Regions from separate parts of the Mus musculus genome. Here region 1 is linked to region 2. A link is a contact called in public HiChIP or PLAC-seq data. All regions are on one chromosome and are shown on one strand. Each heading gives the region's core, a stretch centred on a gene start, on an enhancer-like site or on the middle of the called end of the contact. The rest is flanking DNA. Distances are from core to core; before and after follow the strand shown.

Evidence for each region. HiChIP or PLAC-seq counts read pairs in DNA pulled down with a chosen protein or histone mark.
Region 1: a contact with region 2 is called in an H3K27ac HiChIP or PLAC-seq map of large pre-B cells, with 5 times the contacts expected there. The contact joins two enhancer-like sites. A contact is called at or near these places in 3 of 39 promoter capture datasets (liver, pre-B cells and stem cell-derived epiblast-like cells) and 1 of 115 datasets of contacts at active chromatin or transcription factors (large pre-B cells).

Annotation. Positions count from the first base shown.
Region 1 is chr17:17,599,196-17,606,306 of GRCm38.p6, forward strand. The region is part of intron 1 of Lnpep (leucyl/cystinyl aminopeptidase); the gene reads right to left. Among named protein-coding and RNA genes, the nearest start is that of Lnpep, 22 kb to the right of the region's middle. Within about 2 kb of position 1,691, at least 186 of the 459 cell types and tissues checked have an H3K27ac peak or open chromatin away from gene starts, as enhancers often do. A contact at or near this core is called in pre-B cells, where this site is marked.
Region 2 is chr17:15,541,741-15,548,568 of GRCm38.p6, forward strand. Prdm9 (PR domain containing 9) reads right to left here. Exons shown (of 10, transcript NM_144809.3): 10 at 1,332-3,620. The coding sequence ends at 2,233. It also overlaps the pseudogene Gm18564. Among named protein-coding and RNA genes, the nearest start is that of Pdcd2, 18 kb to the left of the region's middle. Within about 2 kb of position 4,866, at least 18 of the 459 cell types and tissues checked have an H3K27ac peak or open chromatin away from gene starts, as enhancers often do. A contact at or near this core is called in pre-B cells, where this site is marked.

The DNA.
Region 1 (7,111 bases), core at 441-2,940, 2.1 Mb after region 2:
ACTATAGCTGTCGGCAGTGGATCCCATTACAGACAGTTGTGAGCCACCAAGTAGTTGCTTGAAATTGAACTCAGAACCTCTGGAAAAGTGGTCAGTGCTCTTAACCGCTGAACCATCTCTCCAGGCCCTACCAGAATTTATATAACATCTCATTTCTTAGTCATAGATATTCAAAAATGTTTCTTTATGTTGTCCACTAAATTCACTAACCAAACAGAAACAGCAAGATGGACTTTCTCCCTCTCTCATTAAAATTAAGAGATAGAGTTGAGTATGGTGGCACACATCTCTAACCCCAGCACTTGGGAGGCAAAGGCAGAGGCAGGCAGATCTCTGAGTTTGAGGCTAGCCTGGCCTACCTAGTAAATTCCAGGACAGCTTGGGGGTGGGGGTATATAGAAAGACACTGTCTTTAAAAAAAAAAAAAAAAAAAAGGAGGAGGAGGGGGAAGAGGAAGAAGAGCAGGAGGAGGAGGATAAGAAAAAGAAGAGAAAACAAAGAAAGAAAAGAAAGGAAGGAAAAAAGAAATATCCCAGTATCTCCCGTACTAACACTTCAAGTTTGTTGTTAAAAAACTAAGTGCTGTTATAAAAAAAAACAACCATTTGCATCTTAACTATACCTTCAAAGAGAGCCCTAAGAATTTCATGCATAAAACAATTACATTTGTTGAAGGATATTTGCTAAGAATTACAGAAACAAAACATATTTTTATAAATAATTATTTTTATTTTTGAGATTATAATTACATTATTCTCCCCTTCCCATTATTCCCTCCAAACCTTCCTATGTATCACCCTCAACTCTCTTTCAAATTCCTAGCCTCTTTTTCTTTAGTTGTTGGTGTGTGTGTGTGTGTAATATGTGTGTGTGTAATATGTATGTGTGTATGTGTGTAATATGTGTATGTGTGTGTGTAATATGTATGTGTGTGGGTAAACTTTACAGGAAGATGAGAGTGAAATAGTTCACTGCACCCGAGACTCAGCACAGTGATTCTGAAAGCAGCCAGTTTCTCAGAGTCACAGGAAATGGTTAAGCAACCTCAGAGCAGTCATTTGGTTTTGCACCACAAATGTTTTTCAAAATAATTATCTTCAAATAATAGGATACCTTAAAAGTGTCCAAGAAGAGAAGAGAAGCAAGTTTGCTGATATTACAGGTTCCAACTCTGTTTGAGATATTCTTATCCCCCCCCCTTAAAAAAAAGCAATGGGAACTCATATTTTAATGAATTTTCATACTTTGTTACTAACATAAATTCTTAAAATCTAATCAGAAAGATAAAAATAACAGTAAGAGTCAAACTTACCAGTGAAAACTAAGCAACAAAGTTCAATACAAATCTCATACAAAACAGTCTAAACATGATGGGTGGGGAGGTCATATCTTTAGAGAACTCTCATTTTATCAGGGTTGATGCTTTTGGGAAAACTGTATCTGTTGTTTCCTTTTCCCCTGTTCTACTTGTTGAGTGACCCCTGGTACAGTAAATAAGTATCTGGGGGAGACTGTACTTCAATTTTTTCTAAGTGGAAAAAACTTCCACAAAATTCTTAAATGTCTTTATAAGATCTTTAAAACATGCTTAACTATTTTCCATTTCTTAAAAGTACTATTCTGAACATATGGTCATCACTGGGGCTGGAGGGCAATCAATGACTGCACTGTTAATTTTAAAGACACAGAACTCAGTGTTCTGTCTGAAAAGCAAACTTACCCAGGCACTGGTGCTTCTCAGCCAAACCTCAGAAATTGGCCAACTTGTCTCATATGCCTCGTTCTAATTAACAACATAAAGTTTATAGCAAATCATGCTGCACTGAATTTTGCTGTTTAGTTTTCTTTAGACAGGATTTCACTCTTGGCTCAGGCTGGCTTTCAGCTCACCCATGGCTGGCCTCAATCCAGTACGATTGCTCAAGGCTTTGGCCTTGGCAAAGACTGCTAGTGCTGAGAATACTGGTATGAATCACCGTGCCCAGCAGAGTTGTTTTTGTTGGTTTTTTTTTTTTTTTCTTTATTTTAGGTTTTAGTTTAGACTCTTTTTTTTTCACAGTACTTAATTTTACTATAGTTGTATTTTTCAGGGGATTTATAACTTGGTTATGATTTAGAATATTAGGTAACAAGCAGTTCTTTGACTATGCAGTCTCTGAGTTATAATAATATTTAAAAGAAATAGGTTAGATTAAGATATATGTTTATTACTATTTATTACCATTTAAGACATTTATAAAGTTTGTGGTTTTAAATACAGAGGAAATTCCTATCACCAGAAATTTTCTGTCTTCTCAGATTTCTATCTAGGTTCAGGCACAATTCCTGGCTTTGACTCCTAGTACCATCCCCAAACCAAAAATAAAGCAATCCAACAGCAACAACAAAACAAACAAAAAACCCAAACTCTATATATTATCAAAAGTTAAAGTGAAGATTTCAGCAAATAATTAAACTAAGTGAGTACCATTATAGTATGGCCACTTGGGTGAAGTGACCAATGCTCAAGTATTAGTGTCACATAAACCAAATCACAATAATACCACTCATATCTCTTCTTCAATTCTGTACATAGAAACCTCAACAAGACATAGGACATGGTTCAATTAACTGTATAATAATCATGAAGAAAAATGGAATGCCATTAGCAGAAACAACTCTGGGCTCAACATAATTAAATCAGTCCTTAGTGAAGGCGAGAGGTGGATAGATCAGGGTACAGTTATATAAAAAAGGGCATGGCTTGCCTTTTGCAGCTTTGAAGATGAAAAGAGGGAGTAGGAGCAAAAGAATGTAAGTGGCCTTTAGAAGCTGGGAAACTAAAGGCCATAGTTCCTACCCAGAGCCCACAGAGTGTTTACTAGCAACACCCGGCTAAGACAGGTCATGCATTTGGCCTACAGAGTTGTAGGAGAACAATTTTGTACTTTATTTTCTATCTAATCTGTGATCATTTGTCATGGTGGCAATGGAAATTAGTAAACTTCTATGCACAGCATATCCACATTTGCAGCAGGTCAGCTCTCCTCTTATGGTAGAGGGCAGTGTGTGGGGGCATTACCCAAAGTCAGAAGTGATATTTTCAGTCATGCTATAGCTATTAGGTAATTCAACTAGCTTATGAAACATAAAGAGATTTATTCTGACAAGTTGGGTGGAAATCTCTGGCAAAGTTCAATAAAGGGAGTGTCCTAAAACTATTCTTGAATTAGGTTAGAGACAACTCTAAGACACTGGCAAAAACGACTAAGGTCTCGACATGCTTTGTCCTCAGATTACTTCATAGCTGTCCACAGTTCACTTTGCCTTACAGGAGATAATGGAGAAAACACTTGGCAAAGCAGTCTACACGAGGATTAGTGTCTATCTTAATACTGTTCTCTTTCCTTTGACCATTCTACCCTTAGGGCAGGCTTTAGTCACAAATAGTGTGCTGGTGCCAATTAGGTAGAATTTCATTGAGCCAGCCTGATATTTCTGTGTACGAGAACCAGGAAAAGTAGCCCTGCAGGCTACAGTGTTGAGAGAATGCCAGAGGGAAAAGAATTGTTCTATGAACCTAGAGATATTTTTCTATGAACTTACAAAAATTACAGAATAACCACCAGAGAACTAGAGAGGGGGGCAATAGGGAGATACATACATATATACATACATGCATATAAACATACATACATACATGCATATATACATACATACAGATCAAAGCTGCAAGGTAGCAGTGTGCATTGGTGTCTATTTCTGCTTACAGTAGTTGCTATTCTTACCATTGTGACAAACATAGCTGACAGAAACAACAGAGCATTGTCTTTGGCACACTGTCCAGAAGGTAGCTGATCATGAGCAGAAAGGATTATCACTCAAGGGTGTGTAGCTGTTAACAGTGAGAACTGGAGCACATTGTTTATGTCATGGCAGAAAGGATGCAGAGAGCAGACCTGGAAGCAAGGGCCAGCCTATAATCCCAAAGTCTCACTCCTAATAGCCAACCACTATCCATTACCATGTCCATAAGGTTCAGTATCTTCCACCAACTGGGATCAAGTGTTCAAACATATGAGCTTATGGAAAATATTACATTTAAGTCATAACTGCTACAACACTTGCCACAAACCTGAAAAGCTTATTATAACAACACAAATTAATTCTCAAAAGTTCTAGATGCAAGAAGTCCACAATGGGACTCGCTGAGGCCAAATCAGTTGTTAACAGTGCTATGATTCCCCTGAAAGCTCTTGGAAGAACTCATCTCCTTATCTTTTCCATATCCTAGAAACTGTTTGCATCCAGCAAAGGCCAACTGAATCATTGTCATACTATATGATATTAACAAATTTTGACTTCAAAGGGCTCAAATGGCTAATCCTGGATAATCTCTTTAAGATTCGATGACAAAAAATTTCATTTTGTGTTTATTTATTAATTTTTGGAAACAAGTGTTTCACTATGCAGTTTTAGCTTGCCTCCTAAATGCAGGCATTGTAGGTTTATACCACCACACCCGACACAACAGTAACTCCTACCTGAAACTTTAACTCCCTTTAACTAGTAACCTAATTTACCACCAGGTGCCAGGATCAGAACCGGGAAGTGTTTACTAAGCATTATTATGCAAAGGCTAGGAGAACAGAACTGATCCTGGAACTGCTGTCCACCAAAATGAAACAGGTTTTAAGAGCTGAACCCTAGCAAGTTGAATGTCTGTTAAAAGAAAGTATTATCCAGAGGACTAAGACAGATACTGAATCTACGCTCCATAACATTAATAACCTAAAAGTCACAAGCCAAAAGTACTTTACATACAAAGTATTAAGAAAATGTTCATTTTCCATATACAAGGCATTCAAGACTAGATAGAACTTTCAGCTTCTATAACCTGTTGTTATAACACTGCTCTGAAATAAACGTAAAATGGGTTGAGATAAATGAAAATGAAAGTTTTCAGGAGAAAATTTTTAATTGAAAAGAAAATCTAAAGTGAAGGAGGAGGAAAAAAAAAAACGAACAATAATAAAACAAACCTGAACAGTATCTGTGGTGATTTGAATGAGAATGTCTTCCAAAAGGTTTTTTCCTTCTGTTCTACCTTTCCGGAGAGTATGGCCTAAAACCTTAATGAGTTTTCCTTCTGTTGTCTGTTCATGAATCTATAGTATCTGAGAACTAGAGGGGTCATGTAGCTTACTTACACTGAAAGGAGTTTCAGAAGACAAATTTAAGGCCCGTGTGAAAGGATGTTACATAAGGTAACTGAGTCTGGGTATAGTATTATATTTAGAAAGAAGATCAAGAAAGGGTAATACTGAGTTACGAGGAAAGCTAACATGCAAAAAGGCTACATGGCATGAGTCATTAAAGACAATGTAAAGCTATTTCTGTTCTAGTTTCAAATACATCATATTCTTTTCTTTTTGTGGTATATAAGTCCATAAAAATATAATTGATAATGAAAGAATAAAACCCTCCGTCCCTCTCTCTCTCCCTTCCCCTTCTCCCCACCTTTTCAAGCAGTTCAAGATGTGAGCCCTCAGCTTCTATTCCAACCTCTATGTCTGCTGCTTGCTGCCTGCCACCTACCAGCCACAGTGGCTCTTCTCTGGAACTGCAAGTCTAAAGATCCCTTCCTTCTGTAAGATGTCTCTCGCTTGTGGTATTTGTCACAGCAACAGAGTGTTAATAGTCTCAAAAACAAAATGGAATGGTGTCAAAGAGAAAAGAATCAGGGCCCCAGCATTTTTTATTGAAGAAACAAAAATATTGGAGAAAAATCTGTGAGTTATCTATGTGCAGAATAGATAAAAATCAATGTAGCAAAATCTATTAGTTTCCATTGCTGTCTCTATTACTTATCTTACAAGTATGGCAAAATAACTGATACAAACAATTAGATGGTTGGCTTTGGCCTGCCATTGTCCAGAGAAACAGCTCATCATGCCAAGTAAAAAAATATTAAGACATAAACAAATATTAACACCTGTAGGACAATACCAAATTGACTAAAATACATGAAGTTTGGAGTTCCAAACTATTATAGTAAAATTTATCTGGAGAAATAGCCCAAGACTACAATTATGACCAAAAACATATAAGTTCAAGAATCTCAATGAAACAAAAAATAAGATGGGAAGGGTTACTAAGGAAGACCGCCAACATTTACTGCTGTTATTTATATATGCACACAAACACATACAACCACATGAACATATACATCATACATACAGAAAACTGTTGTTGCATATACTTGTACAAATACATATATTATCTCATGTACCCAGAATATCTAAAAAATTCTTATCATTGAGTGAGACACAAAATTATCTAATTTAAATAAATGTCAAAAGATTAAACAGCCATTCTCAAAAGAAGCTGAACTAGTAGCCAAAATTTAAAAATCAGAAAAAAAAAAATCAATGTTCTCGAGAAAATACAAATTAAATCAAACTAAGACAGTCACTATGTACACCCACTGGATTGTCTAGAATTAAAAGACTAACAATTGTATATGTATATGTGTGTACATATATATATATGTATATGTATATGTATATATGCTATATACAGTAAAGTGGCACAACTAATTTAAAACTTGTGACTATTTCTTAAAACATAAATAGCAGATATCCCTAAAAAATCACCAACAACAGATACTCCTAGGTATTTATCCAAAAGAAGTAATGACAAATGTGTACAAAAGACTTCCTGAGATGTTTGTAAACTGCTAACAGACAAATCATGGCATGGCTATACAGTGCAATGCTACTCAATACTTTTTTAAAAATAAATTCTTGTGAAGGGAGCCGGTCCCAAAAGAATTAATGTTTGTTTACATTTATATAAAATTAATTTATTTCAATAAACAATTTTAAAGTTTTTGCAAAACAATTACAAAATTGTAATGACAAAAAGTAGATTTTGAATGACAAAGGACTGGGATAAAAGAAAGGATGCATTGTAAGTTTTTTTGTATTTTATGACTGTTAATTGCCCGGACTGTAAGCTTAGAAAGTTTAATACCCCAAATCAAGCGTTTGCAATAACGGGGTACTCTGATTCTAACCACACTGAAGGTCAATCCACTGAGGCTTCTGCACTTAAACAATTGCTACCCACT
Region 2 (6,828 bases), core at 3,616-6,115:
AGAGGCAGGCGGATTTCTGAGTTTCTGAGGGCTATACAGAGAAACTCTGTCTTGAAAAACCAAAAAAAAGAAAGAAAGAAAGAAAGAAAGAAAGAAAGAAAGAAAGAAAGAAAGAAAGAAAGAAAGAGGAAAAGAAAAAGAGAAAGAGAAAGAAAAAAAAGGATCTCTCAACTGCGAAAATGTCTGCACTAGATTCACCTATGGTGATTTTCTCAAGTAAGGATTGATATGGGCTGGAGAGATGATTCAGAGGTTAAGAGCACACTGCTCTTCCAGAGGTCCTGAGTTCAATTCCCAGCAATCACATGGTGACTCACAACCAGATCCGATGTCCTCTCAGGGTGTGTCTGAAGACAGTGACAATGTACTCATATACATAAATAAATAAAATATTTTTTTAAAGAAAGTATTTAAAAAGAAGAAGAAGGAGGATTGGTGTGGGAGGTGCCAGCTCATTGTGGGTAGTCCACATCTGGGCTGGTGGTCTTGGGTGCTATAAGAAAGCAGGTTGTGCAAGCCACGAAGAACAAATCAGTAAAGCAGCACTTCTCTGTGGCTTCTGAATTACCTCCTGCTTCCAAATTCCTGCCCTGCTTGAGTTTCTGCCATCACTTCCTTCGGTGATGTACTGTAACCTGGAAGTATATGATACAATAAACCCTTTTCTTGCCAAGCTGCTTTTGGTCATGGTGTCTCATCACACAGTAGAAACCATAACTAAGACACCCAATTATGCTTCAAATCTCAAATAGTTCTCCGTGGATCCTAGACTTAATTCTTTAATACTTTTTTTTTGTTTTAAGATAGGTTCTCTCTGTGTAGCTCTGGATGTCCTAGACATTCACTATGTAGTACAGGCAGGCTTACCTTGAATTCATAGAAATCCATCTACTTATGTCTCCTAAATGCTGGGTTTAAAAGTATGCATGAGTCACTAATACTTTATTCACTGTAGTGACCTCAGAATTATACCTTTCCAGGGACTGAAATTCCACAAAGACCTGAACTCAGAATATGAGTTCTATAAGGTCCTCCTGATTTTCTCTCTTCAAGTGATTAATGGGGTATTAATGAAATAGTTGGGCTTCAGATTTGTATGGAGACAAATTTTATCAGACCATGAAGCTAACTAAGTAAAATAAAAACAGAAAACACGAGGGGATTTGTGGGAGAAAGAACTGAGAGATGTCCTTGAGTACCCAAGGAACCTTCTTCTGTTTTGTTTGTCTATTGTTTGTTTGTGTCCTGGCCCGCGGGACAGTCGAACAGGGTCTGGGGAACCACCTGGGGAGAGAATGAAAGGCGAGAAACACAAGGACGGACAGCAAGTCTGACTGATCAAGCTGTCACATTTTTATTATTCCCAGGCAGGTTTTATGCCCACAGAAGCAGAGTATGGGTAGGGGGATGACGCAGAATCGCTTTGTTTCTGGGGGAACGTACATGTTCCCCAAAGCAGGATATTGGCTAGGTAAAAAGTTCAGCAGGAGGAACAGAACTCTATGTAGTACTTTCCCACAGAGGCCTCAACTTTTTCCCACAGAAATCTCAACTAAGCTAATACTTTTCCACTAAGGCCAAGACTTTGTAAGTAAGCACTTATGGCTGACAAGGCAGCTAACATTCAAACAGGGTCGCTCCTAACAGTTTGTTTTTGTTTGTTTTGTTTTTGAGGAGGGGTTGTTCGTTTGTTTTTCTTTCTAACTTATCTCACTTGAAAATGAGAATTTGTAGCCAGGTGCCTTTAATCCCAGCACTCGGGAGGCAGAGGCAGGCAGATTTCAGAGTTCGAGGCCAGCCTGGTCTATAGCGTGAGTTCCAGGACAGCCAGGGCTATACAGAGAAACCCTGTCTCGAAAAACCAAAAAAAAAAAAAAAAAAAAAGAAAGAAAAGAAAGAAAAGAAAGAAAATGAGAATTTGCAATGGGGCTTTACTCCTAGTATTGGGGAGGCAGAAGCTAGCAACTCTGATTTTGAGGCCAACCTGGTCTACAGAAACAGTTCTAGGACAACCAGACTGCACAGAGAAATCTGTCTTTAAAAACCGAAAAAGAAAAGAAAAAGAAGGGGATTTAATTCCCTTTTCTAGTCATTTTATATTCTAGTTTTAAAAATCAGTAGACTCCTTAGAAGTTTTAGCAGAACAGATGTTTAGTGACTACATTTGTCTTCCTGTAATTGTTGAGATGTGGTTTTATTGCTGTTGGCTTTCTCATTCTTTTCGAAAATATATTACTTCTCTCTTGTATGTGTCCTCTGGTGCTGGATGAGGTCTGACTTCTGTGTAAAGCCCCACCCACACTCCCTGCAAACATAGGGCTTCTCCCCTGTGTGTGTCCTCTGGTGCTTGATGAGGTTTGACTTCTGTGTAAAGCCCCGCCCACACTCCCTGCAAACATAGGGCTTCTCCCCTGTGTGTGTCCTCTGGTGCTGGATGAGGACTGACTTCGCTGTAAAGCCCCGCCCACACTCCCTGCAAACATAGGGCTTCTCCCCTGTGTGTGTCCTCTGGTGCTGGATGAGGACTGACTTCGCTGTAAAGCCCCGCCCACACTCCCTGCAAACATAGGGCTTCTCCCCTGTGTGTGTCCTCTGGTGCTGGATGAGGTTTGACTTCGCTGTAAAGCCCCGCCCACACTCCCTGCAAACATAGGGCTTCTCCCCTGTGTGTGTCCTCTGGTGCTGGATGAGGACTGACTTCGCTGTAAAGCCCCGCCCACACTCCCTGCAAACATAGGGCTTCTCCCCTGTGTGTGTCCTCTGGTGCTTGATGAGGACTGACTTCTGTGTAAAGCCCCGCCCACACTCCCTGCAAACATAGGGCTTCTCCCCTGTGTGTGTCCTCTGGTGCTTGATGAGGACTGACTTCTGTGTAAAGCCCCGCCCACACTCCCTGCAAACATAGGGCTTCTCCCCTGTGTGTGTCCTCTGGTGCTTGATGAGGTCTGACTTCTGTGTAAAGCCCCGCCCACACTCCCTGCAAACATAGGGCTTCTCCCCTGTGTGTGTCCTCTGGTGCTTGATGAGGTCTGACTTCTGTGTAAAGCCCCGCCCACACTCCCTGCAAACATAGGGCTTCTCCCCTGTGTGTGTCCTCTGGTGCTGGATGAGGTGTGAGTTCTGTGTAAAGCCCCGCCCACACTCCCTGCAAACATAGGGCTTCTCCCCTGTGTGTGTCTTCTGGTGCTCATTGACATTTGACTTATCACTGAAATATTGCCCACATTGTCTTTCAATACTTGAGATTTCTGATGCAATAAATGATTTGACTGTGTCCTCTGTATTTGTTGTCTGGCCTGTTCTGAGCTCTTCCACAGTTCTCTTACTTTCCTCAGATCTCATTTGTTCTTTGAGTGTGCTGGGAAAGGTTGTTGAAATCCTCTGCCTGGGTTTGGATTTTCTTTTTACTTCATTGCTGGCCTTGTCATTTTTGTTCTGTGAATCAACATGTTGTTCCTGAAGCTGATCTGAACAGGGATCTCCTGGTTTAGGATTTATTCTTGCAGATGTTCCTGGGAAGATTTCAGTGCGATGATTCCATTCCATATGTTGAGTGAGGAATTTCTGACTTGAGAAGGCCAAAGAGCACAAAAGACAAGGATGAATTTCTGTCCTTAGTTCTGTGGAAAGATAAAGTTTTTGATGAGACTGAATATAATAAATTGCTTAGGCATCTGATTTTCTATGTGGTCAGGCCTACCCCATTACTTAGTCTTCATGAGTTAAGGCACACCCAGCTAGGTTTGATGGTTCAAAGACAATCTGGTCAATGAGGTAGGATTCTATAGCCAACACAAGTTGTCTGTCTCCTATCAAGTGCAGTGAGTGCATTCCATCATCCTTTGGGTTTTTTTTTTTTTTTGTCATTTTTGTTTGTTTGGGGTTTTTGTTGTTGTTGTTTTGTTTTTTTTGAGACAGGGTTTCTCTGTGTATTCCTGGCCATGCTAGAATTTGCTTTGTAGACTAGAGTGGCCTTGAACTCACAGAGATTCTCCTGCCTCTGCCTCCTGAGTGCTAGAATTAAAGGTGTGCACCACCTTTATTTTAATTTTTTTATTCTGTTATTTTATTGGATTTTTCTTTATTTACATTTCAAATATTTTTATTCTGTTTTTATTTTAACTACATGTCCTCCAAGTAGGATCAGAAGCAACCTTATTCTTGGTGTAAACTGCAACGGCAAGCAAGCCCTACAAACTATAAGCATCTTTTTGGTTTTTATATCCTACCTTACCCAACAACCCTACCTCACCCAGTTCCACTTAGTCAGGTGTCTGGTCACCTTTCCCTATGCACTCTCTGCACCTATTTCATACTATGGAGACATAACAACACTTCCTTAGGTGGAATTTCCCTTACTGGATTTTCCTAAAAAAGGAAAATTAAATGTAATTGGAGCCCATCCAGCTAGAAGATCAACAACTATGAGTACCTGGGTAGAGTTGTTGATAAAAGCAGCATATGAGTTTGAAATTGTCTTCTCATTCTAAGACATAGTCAGTTGGGGGTTCTCCTTTAGGTTAAAGAAGACAGGATGTTCTGGGTCCTGCTGACTAAAAGTGTGCTCCTGCTGCCACACCTTGGCTATAAAGTACCTTTCTCAATGATCCACAAATTGTAAAATGAAAGTTAATTTTCTCCTCATACCAAGTACTCATGCTTATTTCATTTACATTTAGCCCATTTCAAATATAACAAAAACCCTGTTTCAAAACACATCTTACTCAGATGTCTTCTCTCTGTGGCCCACTAGTCCTTTGCATGCAATCCTTTCCCCCTGGAAACTGAAGCAATCTCTGAGGTGGTTGCACACTGCACTATATTTTTGAAAATTCGCCAAAGCATCATTGTAGAACAAAGAACTGAAACCCCGCTATGCCTCACTCTCACTCTCCTGGGACCTTCACAGGCTCTACATTAACAGGCTCACATGCATTTCTCTGGCATCTGCTTCCTTCCATGAAATGACTTCAACCTGTTCTCAAAAGTGCAGCCCTTTCATGCCTTGAGACAGTTACAACAGCTATCTCCTCTGAGACCATCTGCTTGCCCCTCCCAAATCTTCCTTCAATAGCCTTTATATTTACGTCTACTCCACGGGTCTCTAAACACTTTTCCTGACTCTGCATAGGTCTGTACAAGTATGCATGCTTCCCTAGTCCATGAGTCAGCTAAAGAGCAGGCATTTCAATATTTTTGTTTATTTTATATATTTTTTCTCTCCTGGCACAGAGCCACAATTTACCTGACATCTAACTGACATAGTGCCAGATGACATATTTATATTATTTACATATATGAAAGAAATTAAAAAGAAACCAAAAGGAAGGACCAGAATAAACTAATTCAGTAAAAAAGTTGATGGGTACGTGAAAACTTTTTTCTTGTTTTTTTTTTTTCTGGACTCTAACCTTATAGCACTTATATGTTGTTATATATTTTGTTCATAAAGTACTTGAAATAAATTTAGGGGTAGAGAGATGGTTCAGATGTTAAGAGTATTTGCTGTTCTTACAGAGTACCTGGGTTTGATTTTGGCACCTACATGGTAGCTCAAAACTATCTATAACTCCAGTTCCAGGAGATCCATCACTGTCTTCTGGCTTCAGCAGGCACTGCACGCATATATATATACATGCAAGCAAAAATTTATACATACAAAATAAATATAACAATCCTTTTAAAATTAGAATATTTAGCCGGGTGGTGGTGGCACATGCCTTTAATCTCAGCTCTTAGGAGGCAGAGGCAGGTGGATTTCTGAGTTCGAGGCCAGCCTGGTCTTCAAAGTGAGTTCCAGGACAGCCAGGGCTACACAGAGAAACCTGTCTCGAAAAACCAAAAAAAAAAAAAAAAAAAAGAAAAGAAAAAGAATATTTAAAAGCATAAAAATTTTATAACACTTTAAAGCACACAAAATGATCTTTAATTTCAGAAGTTCTCAAAAATTCACTGAATTTATATTGTATTTCACTTAGCTTAAGAATTGAAACACAAGATGTCTTGAGGGCTCTGAAACTCCACACAACGGTGTTCTACTGCCTGAGTGTACCCATCTGAGGTGATTCTTGCAGCCCAGGGTCTGCTTCAGGAAAAAGTCTCCTCCCGGTTCATGCAGGCCATGAAGCCGGCTACCTAGAGCTCCTAGGTACATATCCGCGCAGTACTTGCACTCCTGTAGAGGCTACTGCTCCTACTGCTCTAATATTCTGAAGGAGCCCGTGCATTTAGAAGGGTGTGGACATGTCTTCTGTAATGACTGTACAAGTGACTGTTTTGGAACAGGATGTGTTACACTCTAGCTTGGAACCTAGACTTCAAGATAAACGGGCAATTGGACAGTATGGCCCAGCTTTACAGTACGCGTCAAAACTTGATACATGATAATAAACTTTTAGATCCAAAAGATGACACCTCTGGACAATTTTATTTGGTTATGAAAAAAGGAAGAATAATTTAATAAAAATGTAGTTTAGCCCTCAAAGTAAGAAGGTCAGATATGCTGTGAGTAAATTGTACAAACACAGTACAGACCCAGCCACAAAAGACAAAAAGATGACAAACCCTGGCATGCTTCGGTATATATGAATTTGTTTCTACAAGTCCTCATGAAGTTGTTTCTAAGAAGGCTAAAGCAGTTTCCTAGAACATCTGCAAAAAAGCAGTAGAAGAAATCTTTACCTGAGATCAACCTGGAGTGGAATTTAAAGTCAGGGAAGAAGATAGTAGATTTGAGTCCAAAGAGGAATTAGAAGGCCTCCCTCTGCAGCCAACCACCAGTAAATAGTGACATAAACTAATTAGCCAGTAGCTCTGTTACAGAATTTG